2 separate regions of the Sus scrofa genome follow, and region 2 is linked to region 1. Evidence: chromatin contacts called from public Hi-C data. All regions are on one chromosome and are shown on one strand. The core of a region is the stretch at or near the end of the contact, and the rest is flanking DNA. Distances in the headings are between cores, read along the strand shown.

What was found. Hi-C and Micro-C count contacts between places; a contact is called where the count stands out from the background.
Region 2: a Hi-C map of liver shows a contact between it and region 1, with 4 times the contacts expected there. The contact joins the enhancer-like site here to the promoter of MAP7 in region 1. A contact is called at or near these places in 2 of 5 promoter capture datasets (fetal liver and liver) and 7 of 47 Hi-C or Micro-C datasets (embryonic fibroblasts, epiblast stem cells, heart right ventricle and 1 more).

The regions. Positions count from the first base shown.
Region 1 is chr1:27,603,392-27,609,835 of Sscrofa11.1, reverse strand. MAP7 (ensconsin) reads right to left here and starts at 3,813. Exons shown (of 17, transcript XM_021072662.1): 1 at 3,675-3,813. The coding sequence starts at 3,741.
Region 2 is chr1:27,709,066-27,715,509 of Sscrofa11.1, reverse strand. The region is part of intron 1 of MAP7 (ensconsin); the gene reads right to left. LOC110256640 (a long non-coding RNA gene) reads right to left here. Exons shown (of 2, transcript XR_002338427.1): 2 at 3,541-6,444. Among named protein-coding and RNA genes, the nearest start is that of MAP7, 110 kb to the right of the region's middle. Within about 2 kb of position 2,494, at least 13 of the 83 cell types and tissues checked have an H3K27ac peak or open chromatin away from gene starts, as enhancers often do. A contact at or near this core is called in fetal liver and liver, where this site is marked.

The DNA of each region.
Region 1 (6,444 bases), core at 2,564-5,063:
CATGGCAACACCGGATCGTTAACCCATTGAGCAAGGCCAGGGATCGAACCTGCAACCTCATGGTTCCTAGTTGGATTCGTTAACCACTGAGCCATGACGGGAACTCCAGATTTTTTTTAAAAGAATATGCCCATGTAAATTAGTGTTTCACACATGTGCCTAACTAATGATACCAAATAAATGCATGCTCCAATAAATGCATGCTCCTGAGCACAAATGCCTTGTCTAGTACTAATCCTTCTTTTAGCAAGATGTAAAGGCAAGAGTCAGGCACAATACAACTGGAAAAAAGTTGTCTATTCACCCAAATGAAGTGTTTCCAGCTTTAGGATGTGAATTTCAAAATGGATGAGTTTAATATCAACTTCTAATCTGAGACCCTATCTAACAAATATATTTGCAGATATCTCTAAACTCTCAAATCTAAGGCTTTAAAGATCACCTTTTAATTTGGAAAAATGCAGTGAAGTGTTAAGACCAAGATCACAAAAAAGTCTGTGTTCTTCCACCACACTACCTGCTAAGGAGAGAAAAAGCGCAATTCCAGGTTTTAAGTCATTTCTTCCAAAGGAAGATCAACAGGATTCACAGATTACAGGTATGAACTTATCTCCTGTGCATGAAATGTGGTCTCATGAATTAATCAAAAGCTGCTTTAAATTTGGTCTTATTTCAGTAGGCTTTTTAAAAGGAAGTTATTAAAGTGAGAAATTAGCTCTGCACACTCACTTTTAAAGCTCTTCAGCACCAGTGTAAAATTAAATACACAAAGCTCAGGCAGAGGCAATCTTGTGAATTTCAATCTATTACTCAAAACAATAATGTGCAAAGAACCTGACATCCTCTAGTGGTGAAATTGAAAACTTGTTTTCAAGTCAATTATTTTTCTTAGTTCTTGCTTACTTTTGGTTATTGAAAAATACATTGAAAGAACTGTTTATCCTCAAGACAAAAAAATGTCACCCCAAAAAAGGTGATTTGACTGCCTTTGGGTAGAAGATAAATATATGCTGACAGAAATAGTTTTTATATGTTCAAGGAAACATGATTTTTATATAGTACCTTTAAATATTCTAACAAGTTCTCATTTTACAGGTGGTATTACCACCAATTTTCAACCGTCTTTGATACACACACGTACATATATATATAATTATGATCACATTACAGGTGTTATTTTTATAGTCTCTTGAGATTCTAATCGAAATTGCCCTAAAATTATACCAAGATCTTTGCACAGGGACAGAAAAACTGAGAGACGTTTAAGAAAAGGCCCTACCTTCAAATAACCAGTTCTAAAAAAGGGAATAAAATGAATTCCTCAACAAATGTTGCCATCTGAAGTGGCAATTTTCACCGCTTGATGATAAAAGACAGTAACCCCCCCCAAAAAAAACCCACCTCAATACAATCCTGTGGTTGTTTAAAAAAATAATGACTTGCAGCATTTGGATGTTACAATGTGAAATGTCCATAAGAATAAAGTACCACAATGAAGTCTGATAATTCAGGTATAGGCCACCTGTTCTAAATACATGGAAAACCTCATAAGTTGAAGTTGTTATAATTCAAGAAATCCTAATTTATTCATTCAAAATATTGCTAGATTTAAATATATAATATTCATCTTTCTTCTTTCTTCAGCACCTGCTCACATAGGTGCTCTGAGCACCAAAAATATTGCATAATCCAGGGCTCGAAAAAAACAAGAAACATAGGAAAAAGACATGTCAGAACTGTCTTAGTTAAATTATAAAGTACAATTATTCAAAAAACCATATATAAAATTTGCCCCTTGGAAACAGAAGTTTCCAGGCAGAGATGTGGAAGAATTGTTTACGATGATGGAGATGGTAGCCAATTAAATTAAATTCCCTTCTTCATAAAGGAAATATTTCACTGATGGCCACTCAACTGATTTCTAGGTTGTCAGAAGCATGACCAATTTGTTCGTTAATATGCTCAGGCACTGAATAAGCTAGATGTAGTTCATTTACATCTGAACAACTTGTTCATGTGCGGATTCTAGCAAGTGTTTGTTTGTTTTGGCGCATAAATCGCTGCGTATTAACTCACCGGAACAATTTTGTTTCAGAAGTATTTTTTTTTTCTTCTTCTTTGTGGGGATTAGGCACCAAACCAATTTATATTTTCAGTGTGGGTGCTGCCCTTCTTCCGCTCTCCTCAACTTGGGGAGCCTAACCCTCAGCGCCCAGTTTATCAAGTTCCCCAAAACAATTACAAAGGCATGTCCTCCTGATTACCCCTTCCCCACCCCAAACCAAAATAATGACCTGCCAATCTTTCCAGCACATTAAGACGAAATAAACCACCCTACAGGAAGTAGGGTGACTTCAAGTAAACAAGTTCAAGATGCCTTGTCTTAACCTCAGGTATTTTGGCTGGAGGGATTAAGTCATTAGACTTTAGGTGCCCAAACAACCTAGCAGAACAGATGCATCATTTGAAAATACTGTTATAGCTTGTCTGAACCTTTCACGTTAAAATAAGCATACCATTTAAATTAACACTGTTTTTGAGGGTGGGAGGAATTTTACATCTAGGAAACAATTGTTCCCGATTATATGTGAGCAGAAAAATACAATACCACTGGAGAGGCTGCAATTTGAGTTTCTTTTTAAAATAAGAAACAGCCTCACCGCCCCCATTCCAAGTGTAGGAAGGTATCAGAAACAATTTACTGGCCAAGAATAGAAGAGAGGACTGGGAGAGAGGGGTAGATCTGCAAGACGGTCTCAAGGAAAAAAAAAAAAAACCAACCTAACAAAAACAAAACCGTATCTCGAGGGGGAAAAACGTCTACATATAATAAGATGGGGGAGGGGAGGACTTAATGCTCTTGGAGATTTGAGCTCCTGCCCCTGACCGCGGGGTGGAGGCTGCGAGGAGAGGGGGGTCTTCAACACTGCAGCGCCCTGATCAGATTGGGTTGGTAAACGGACTAAAAACATCAACGCAGAGGGCCCTTCCAAGTCAGCCAATCTCTGAGCGCCCAGCAGCACCCGCAGTTGCCCAGCTTCCGACAAGCAGCCCCCAGCCTCCCGACCCCCCGATCTCAGCGGGTGGTTAACTGCGGACTCCCGGGCGGCGAGCGGGCGCTGCTCACGCGGGACCATCGCACCCGACCGAGCGCGAGGCTGCGCCACTGGCGTCGGGCGACCCCAGCACGTAGTGTGCAGGTTAAGGCGGGAGGGTTTGCGCGGAAACGGATAACCCTGCGGGGAGCACCTGGCCTAGGATTTTTCCGGCTGGTGGTTTGGTTCGGGGATACGATTTTCCCATTCAACTGAATTAGACCCAACCCGGCAAGTGGGAGGTGAGAGGCCAGCGTTTCTCCATTTCCTCCTCTCTCCTGCGCTCCTTGGAGCGTTTGCACCTGTTGGGAAGTCGAAGAGGAGCGCAAGAGGGGCGGCCGGAACTGGGGCCGGACGCCGGCGGACTTGGACGCCCGGGCCAAGCGGCCGACGCGCGGCTGCGGACGGCGGAGGGCAGGCGCGCTCCGAGCCCGGTGCGCGGCGTGCCGGGGCGGCCGTTCCCGGCCGCGGCCGGGCGGGGGAGGGGAGCGCCGGGGCCCCGCGCTAGCCCCCCGGCCCCGCTTACCGCTCCCTCGCCCGCGCCCGCCAGACCCCCGCCTGCCCCCGCGGCGCAGTCACCTGTTTCGCTGTGCGCAGCGCCGTCGCCGCCCCTGTGGCTGTCGCCGCCAGCTCCCAGGTCCGCCATGGTGCTCCGATGACGCGCCTGGAAAGCCGCTCCGCCCTCTTCCTCGGCTTGGCTCCCGCCGGTCCCCCGCCCCCGGGGCCCGCGGCCCAGACAGGTGAGCGCCGTCAGGGGAGGGCGGAGGGAGGAGGGAGCGAGCGCCCGCGAGCCTGCTGTCGCCTGGGCCCGGCGCTCGTGCGTGCCCCCTGGTGGGCAGGTGCGGCGAGGCAGCCGCTCTGACCGACGCTCCTGGGTTTGCCCAGACAGCAGCTGGCAGAGTTAGGCGCCTGGGCTGTGAGCTTCTGGTTCCCGCTGCCGGCTCCTGGAGGTCGGTAGGGGGGTCGGTGGCACTAGGGACTGGGACGGTCTGAGGATCAGTCGAAGCGAGGCGAGAACATCCAGACGCTCTGTTCCGCTCTGAGCTCTGAAGTGGCCAGGTCAGTGTTAGTTTCGCCAGGGCCGGGGTTCATGGTCCCAACTGCCAGAGTATGATGCCACGTGGAAAGCCGAAGTACACAGGCCAGATTCTACTCGGGGATCCAGTCTTGATCTGCGTTTTAGGACACTACTGATGATGACCTGTATCTTCCCGAGGCTTCTGATTCTGGAGCCGCAGAGCGTACAATTTAGTGAAACTCGTGCCCAGTGAAGTTGCTTTTCTTATTCTTGCTTGTCGATTAGCAATTACCTTGTGACTTCAGACTTGCTCCGGAAGACCAGGAAAAAAGCAAAAGGTAGCAACCTTTTCATTTTGTAGAGAAACAGATTATTCGCTGCGGAGAAACCAGTTTCTGCTCTAACAAGCAAATAAATGTTAAGCAACAAAATGCTGAGGGGGGAAAAAGTAGCCTGTATAAATGGAAACATAAAGGAACAAAATCAAGCAGCGATCAGTTCTGCCTGGTTACACAGAACTGCACTCCCACGGCCTCGGTTGGCTGAACACAACCAGCAAGCTCCCAACAGTTCAAAAGCCTCTCAAGGACTTTAGCAGAATCTAATGGACACCCAAGCGTGTCTGAGAAGTGTTGGATTTCTTGCTAGGGTGACAGTTCTCACATCCGTGCCTACAAATCCTGCCACTCTGAGCCCGGGAGTGGCCTGGCTTTATTTGGTTCACTGGGTCACTGGCTAACTAGGTAGAGGCTTTGATTAAGGACACTTCTGCTGTAGTTATGTTTGTAGTTACAGATTTTCCCTTAGTTCCTTTTCTACAACAGATTAGGTAAACTGATCCTTTAGCCCATGGTCTTCCTAAATTGCATTCAGATCACTCTTATCACACTTCTAATCAATACAAATAAACCACCACGTGGGTAGAAGTAGTTTTAGACCTCAGCTTGGGCTCAAGCGAAGATATTTTTTTACTACTTAAGCCATGAGAGTTTAAGACACTTTCCTGGGATCATCAGAAAGACTCTTGGCTGAATTTAGAGCATAGAGTTCTCTGGAAGAACCTAGGGAAAAGGAAGCAATTTGTTTTCAGCCTTCTGGTATACCATCTTCTTAAACCAGTGAGTTCTTTCTTTGACATCCCTATCACCTCCATCAAAAAGTGAAGACAGAGTTATCGGTGTTTGCATTTGTGTATGTGTGGTTTTTGGTTTTGTGTACATTTATCCCTCTCCCATTCTTTTGATAACTTATGTATCAGCTTGTCAAAAGTTATACAAAAATAAATGAGTAGGAAACATAACGAAATTCTGCACAAAGGTCCCTGTACAGACTTTGCATTCCAAACCTCACGCGGTGTCTGGAACAGGGTGGCCTGTTGCAGGAGTGCGGGATTGCGGGAATGGAGTGCGGGATTGCGGGAATGGAGTGTGGGATTGCGGGAATGGGTGACATCTGCTAAATGTCACACACCACCACGTTGTACTTCATGTTGTACTTTGCTTAGAACACAGAAGCCATCTGTCCTGAGCTCCCACGGCCATCTCAAAAGCTCTCCAAAACATCACCATCCCCTTTCCAGGGGAGGAGTTGAACTTCTTAATGCCACCCACGCCCCTCCTGTCTCCTTTGTAACTTCATCCCTCCTTTCTCCCTACGTGTCTTCATTCAAAGGGCTCTGTCTTGTCTTTGATTCTGAAAATCTCTTCCTTTGACTCCCTCACAAATCAATTGTCATACCTGTTGCTCACCAAAGGTAATAAATGTGTGGACTTTGTCTGGTGCCATCTTCATCTTACCATCTTTGTTTAGCCAGCTATGGTCTTTCTCACCTGTTTTTAAAAACTTTCCAGGTCACAAAATCAAATGACCTGTTATTATCATTTTTTTTTTTTTAAACCCAGCATTCTCCTAGAATTTCTGCAGCCCTTACCCCTGATCATCTGCCTCTTGGTTTACACAACTGGCCTGGTTTTTCTCATTTCTCTGTGGTCAGTTCTCATCTTTTTTTTTGCTGATTTAAATTCCTCCTCCTTCTCAACTCAACCTGAAACATTCCTCCTCCTAAAACGAGGAACCTTTCTATCACTACCGTTTGGCACAGCTCTCACTTACTATTATCTCCATCCAAGTGACTCCTAAATCCAGAATCTATACCCTTGACCTCAGTCCTGACTTTCACCAGTGCATTCTCAAGGGTCTCCACACATTCTAGCCTGATGCCCTGCCATTAATTCAGCATGTCCCAAACCAGCTCCCTCTTCAAACTTGCCTATTTTTTTTTTATTACTCAATGAATTTATCATACCTGTAGTTGTACAATGATCATCACAA
Region 2 (6,444 bases), core at 1,245-3,744, 110 kb before region 1:
AAGGCAGTCAAAGCCACAGTTTGCAAAAAGTGCAGCTATTGATGAACAGAATGCAGTGTCAATTAGATGTACACTCCTGAGGTCTTTCATCTGTTGTAGCTTTTTCTTTGTACTACATCAGGTATATTGCCCTGTAAATTGTAGTAGTAGTACCAGGACTAAAAGATTAAGAAATTTAAAAGGGTAACATTCATGGTCTGTCCATGGCATGCAAGGTACTATATGGTTAGGCCTTTACCTTGTACCCCTTTCCCTCTTAATTACTCTGCTCAGATCTTACTTAGTCCACCTCAGAGCTTGGCCTGTACCTGAAATGTTCTTCTCCCAGATGTCAACACAGGTCTCCCCTTCACTTCCACTGGCTCTCTGCTCAAATGTGACATTAGAGTCCTCTCAACCTATTGAAAATTTCATCCCCACCACTCCCCGCTCTGAGGAGCTCTTATCCCCCGACATAGCACATATTATCTCTTCTAACAGGCTGAGGGAAACAGATAATAACTAGAAAGTAAGACTCATTTGTTCAAGGTTTTCCAGCCTAAAAGGTGTGATAGTAATTATGCTTCAGGAACGCTAAATTTAAAAATGGTACATAAGATGTCCTAAAAAAAAAGTCACTAAATTTACTAATTTATCTTTTTTTTTTTTTTCCTAGGGCCACACCCGTGGCATATGGAGGTTCCCAGGCTAGGGGTCTAATCAGAGCTGTAGCTGCCGGCCTACGCCAGAGCCACAGCAACACGGGATCCGAGCTACGTCTGCAACCTACACCACAGCTCATGGCAATGCCAGATCCTTAACCCAGTGAACAAGGACCAGGGATCGAACTTGCAACCTCATGGTTCTTAGTCTGATTCATTAACCACTGAGCCACGATGGGAACTCTGATTTATCTTTGTCCTCTGAATGAAGAATATACCAAATTTGTACAGCTCTCTCTCAATTACATGTAGTATTAGCTAGCATAGAAAACCAGACTAAATACTAGAAAGGATCTTATCACTATTTTTAATTGCCCAATTTCAAACAGTTTGTTGGCTTTAAATAACAGGGTCAAACATGAACACTGACTGCTCTAACACATGCTCTCATCTCACTTGCCACAAACAAGTTGCTAGTTATTACCACGTGGCGGGTAAAGTTCACACTAGTTACTATTGGCCTATTGCTCACAACTTTAGAGGCAGCCCTTAAAGACCCAAAATTGACAACTGGAACCACTGGTGCTTACTATGGATAGAACAACTATCCATGTATCCTGCAAGGAAGTCTTCCTAAAACTGCTCATAAAGAAGTTAATACTTATGAAAGGTAACCAGAAAGTATCACACAGATTTGCAATACTTTATACACTTTATTATATAGTCACCCCCAGTACACAGCATGTAAAGCCTTGATTAGTAAGCTGTTTAAGGGGTCTTCTCTTTTTAGTTAACTGAAAGATAATTAGGACCACTTGTTTAGAATATATTTCAAGTCTATTCATTTTTTTCTTGCCTTGTTATGTTTGACATAATTTAATCTGTCTCCAGTGACTATCTGCCATGCCCCCAGGTCCAGAAAACAGACATCAATCCTAGCTGAATATTACGCTACAGCAGACGGTGGAGGAGATTAAAAACACATGTTCGGTGCAAGTGACTTTTCCCAATAATCCCTGATGAATCTGTGATAAAAGCGTTCCTTTTTTTTCCCTACTGTAATTTGCTTTGTCTTAAAACGCAAATGTAAAAAATAAATTTCAATTAAGCTGGAGGTCTGGTTACTTGCATGCCAGTTGATCTCTATTTTGAACTTTTATTAAATCCACTCGAGCTGAACATCTGTCTGCCCTGCTTTATTATCTGGATCTCAGGAATTCATTTCTACCACAGCAGACCTTCTGAGCCCTATTCATAACAAGACAAATTTAAAACCCATCTTAAAATTCATTCTGTTCATATAAAACTAATGGGTTAAGTTTAGTAAAATAAAGGTAATTCTAAAAGTGGTCAGGTGGTTTAGCCCAAGATCATGTGCTGTTAATTTTTAACCATTAGATTGAAACTTTGTCTAAAGTTTTCAGGCCATATTTTTGCTTTTATAGCAATCATTTCCTTCCACGCCTGTAAGGGTCCTCATTTCTCCAAAAACCTCTGGTTAACACTATCATGGCAGGAGGGAAGACAGATTCAGACAGACTGGGGTTAAACTGTGAGTCCTACTTACTAGCTGAGTGACCTTCTGAAAGCTTCTTGATGTCTCTGCATAGATAATATGGGGGCGAAACTGCCAAACTCACAGGGTTACCGGGAGGATTAGCCGAAAAGGTGTATGTAAATCCATGATACAGGTTGGCACATAGAAGGTGTTTGGCAAATATTCAGCCCTCCTTCTCTCAACTTTTACACTCTTCTTGGAGGTCCTGGGCCTCCCACACTTAACGGCACTCTACAGTGTGGAGCTCTGTGTCTGTGGTTGTGCAGGAGGCGGTATGTGCTTTGGAGTCAGCTGACCTGGCTCTGCCGCTTGTGAGCTGTGAATCCTCAGCCCGTCACTCACGCTTACGGTCTTAATTTCCCCATCTGGAGCGAAGGAACACCTGCAGGTCGTGAAAATGAACTGAGACTGCTGGGTCCACTGCAAGGCTGGAGAAATGGTGGAAGGTATTTCCCGTCCTCCCCCTATTCCTACACAAAGGTGGGAAACGGGGTTTCTAGTTCCTCTGGGCTGTGCTGGCTCAGTGCTAACAGGAAAAGCAGACCTGTATCAACTTGGTGACAGTGGTCCTGGGGAGCAGAGTCTAGCTCTGCTGCTGCTTTCAGGGGTTTTCAGCTCAGCTACAATCCCATCTCTGGGGGCCTCAGGTAGGTAGGACTTATTGGCAGGGTTTTCAGGATACAACCTGGCTTGGGAAAATCATCTGTCTCTCTGGGGCTTGGAGAGATAACAATTTTCTGAAATTTAATACCTTCCAAGTTATCATCACATTAAGTATGAGCCTTAAAAAACCAACCAACTAAAAAAACCCCGGAGTTCCCATCGTGGTTCAGTGGTTAATGAATCCGACTAAGAACCATGAGGTTTCGGGTTCAATCCCTGGCCTCACTCAGTGGGTTAAGGATCCGGCGTTGCCACGAGCTGTGGTGTAGGTCGCAGACATGGCTCAGATCCTGCGTTGCTGTGGCTCTGGTGTAGGCTGGTGGCTACAGCTCTGATTAGACCCCTAGCCTGGGAACCTCCACATGCTGCGGGTGCGGCCCTAAAAAGAAAACAAAACTAAATAAAACCCCTTCAATTATAATAACACGAAAATAAAATCTTCTGAGAGGCTTTTTTTTTTTTTTTAAACAAAGTGCAGTGTGCTTTACTGTTCGAGAACACAATGAAAAAAGCAATTTACTCATTTAAGATTTTCAACATTTAAAAATCTGGAAATTCTAGGTAACTAGCAGGTTAGGATCACATGTACTACTTTTAAATTTACCATTAAAATAATACTATTTTTAAAACGACTCAGGTAACATTCCAGGATTATTTATTTCAATCTCTTTTCCTTCATTTTTTTTTTTAAAGAAAATTGAGCCATATACTATGATGCTCAGTCAGTCTTTGCTAGCCTTATAAAATTTTTATTGATCTTCCTGCTGGCTTGAAAGCTTTATTCCATTAGTGTCACATGTGAGAGTGTGAAAGACAAGAGGATGGATGGAGAGAAGCACCCTTGTGGTCTGGGACTGTCTCTAAATCACTCTGCAACAGAATAGGGAGGCAGCGGACACTTGGAACTTTTGAGTAAAAATCCTGCAGCCTCAGGAAGTGCCACAAATGTATCTCTATAACGCACATCCTCTAAGATTTATTGCATTCTTTGCAAAACCCTCCCCTCAGCTTCATGGCGTTCTCACTGCTCTGTTTCTATTTTTGGCTGTATGGTCTGACTGAAGCATCTCCTCTCAACCATCGAGGTAACTGGTCCAACAAATGCTTAATTTAGTAAAAAGGCTTACTCTTGGAGGATATTTATGGCTACAATCTCAGGGACCATGCTGAGTTTAAACTCACTGAATGATAGGTGGTCTTGACATCTACTAAAAATAATGTTTTTCTGTCACTATTTTAAATAAAATATGGCATGTGGGCTGGGAAATAGTACACCTTGAGGCTTCGACCCCCAGCTCTGTATGGGTAGGACTTTGTAGAAAACAGCCCCCGGGGCTACACACACAGCCTTAGGAGAATAAACCAGAAGACAGAACTAGAGGTTGAACTGCACACAACTGCCATTTTTGTAGTAACAAATCGGTGAATCTTGCAACTTCGTGTCTCAATCTCATCCTTTCAATCTACCTGTGCAGAAGAGTTAACGTGGCAGGCCTGTGCGTGCTGTGCCTTTAGAAAGGCCTGATTTAGCTTCATGTCTTTTTGCTACGATAAATCTTGGCCGCAAGTATGACTATATGCTGAGTCTTCTTAATGAATCAATCACAGAACCTGAATCACAAATAGCTTATTTGAAAATCTGGCCACAGAATACTGTTATGGTAACTTAAGAATGTGACTGGTTCAAAATCATATATGATAAAGATTACAGGGTAACTCTTGGGTAATTCAGTGTTTCACCTAAAATTTTCTACTTTATGAGATCTTTCTGCTCCTTAACCTGACAGTTAAAATTGATTCTAATATAGCTGCCAGGAATACTGTAACTTTTAAGTCACAGCCCTTAAATGTTTTATCCAATATTATTTATGAAAGTTGCATTAAATGAGGAGGACATAATGCCATCTCATAACTAATGACTTTTATGATTATTCCAAATAATGGAGAGCTTTTTCAGTTGAAATTCCTCATTTAAAGTGAAGTTTGGAAAAATGATCGAAGCTCACAAAGTCGGCATTAGGCAAACCTAGGTTTAATTTTCCCTTTTGCTTCCGTTTTCTTCCCACTTGCATTTGTTCAAGTCAACACCCTCCTGCAGGGGACAGACACCTTGTGCTCTGTACTGACCATGATATTAAGTGAATAACGCAGCTTTTCTACGACTTTTTCCTTTTCCGGGTCCCTAATTCTAGGGAACTTTGAACTCCTCCTCCCCGCCCCCCCCCAGTTTCTCTTCAGAAAAGTTCTCTCCTATTAAGGCCTAAAGCACAGTTTTGAACTCACTTTCAAGTCTGCATTTATAAACAGTCCCCCGCCTCTAGGGAGACTTCATGTATGTATCACTTGAAACTATGTCAAAAGCTGAACTAGCTGTCCTCACAAAAGCAGCCAACCGCGATGTCAGTCTCTTTGTTACTATCAGAGGAACCACCATATTCCCAGGCTCCGAAATGTTACGTAATTTTTTCAATCAACATTTCCTGACTCCCCCATGGGCCGGGCCAGCCGCTGTGCCACGCACTAAGAACACACTAAGAATAAATACAGAGATCCGAGGACATGGCACCTACGTGCAAGAGGCTCATCATCCTTTGGAGGAGACAATATGCAAACACATGCAATTAAAAGAGACCAATTCAGTTTTCAAGTATCAGCACACTACAGATGATTGATAACCCAATAAACAAGGTAGTGTTAGAAGGACTCGGAGATGGGAGAAGGTGCTCTGGGAGGAGTGGTGGTGGAAAACCTCACAGGATCAAGATTTTGAGGAATGGAGAGAACCTGCATGATTAGTGGGGGGGGGGGGGAGAGACGGGCAGGAGGTGGGGAAGCAGAGAACACTCCTGGCTGGGGCACAGCATGTGCAAAACTGCAGAGGCCAAAAAACTGAGAGTTCCCCTGTCCAGTCAGACAGGGGAACTAGGAAGGCAGGCAGTTGAAAATAAGACAAACAGGCCGAGGGCAATGCCTCCTCCGATTCCAAGGGTTTGGACTTTATGATGAAGGTAATGGGGATGGCTGGAGGGTGCTGCAGGGAACTTCCAGCTGTGAACCACTGGGGCTTCAGTGCACTCCGGAAAAATGCAAAGTGAGGCCCAACAAGCCCACTGGAAAGGTATTTTAAAAGGTTATCATCTTAAACAATAAAAGGAAATTGACCTAAACCCAGACTCCTTAGGAATTCTGCTTTCTGCATAATTTCATAATTATTCACTCTTCAGAGTTTTCCACTTACCCTTACCATGTACCAAGAGACAATTATTTAACCATTAAGGGGAAAAAAAGTGACACAAATGACTATGGGGACCCAAGCCTGAAGCTGAAACATCAGGGAGCAGGGAAGGGGCAGGTCAGTGCAGCCGTCCTAGTGGGAACAGGTCTGGGTCTCCTCTGCTTCACATCCTGCAGGAGATGGGACCCCAGCCATGAACTCTAGGGAGCAAGAGCAGTGGGCAGAAAGAAACACGGAATGGAGGAAGTATGCCTGCTGGGAAACAGGTGGGTGTTTTTGAAGGTCATGTTGAATGCAGGTAGACGCTGCTGACTATCTTTACTCTTTCAGGATGGGGAAGCAGCCAC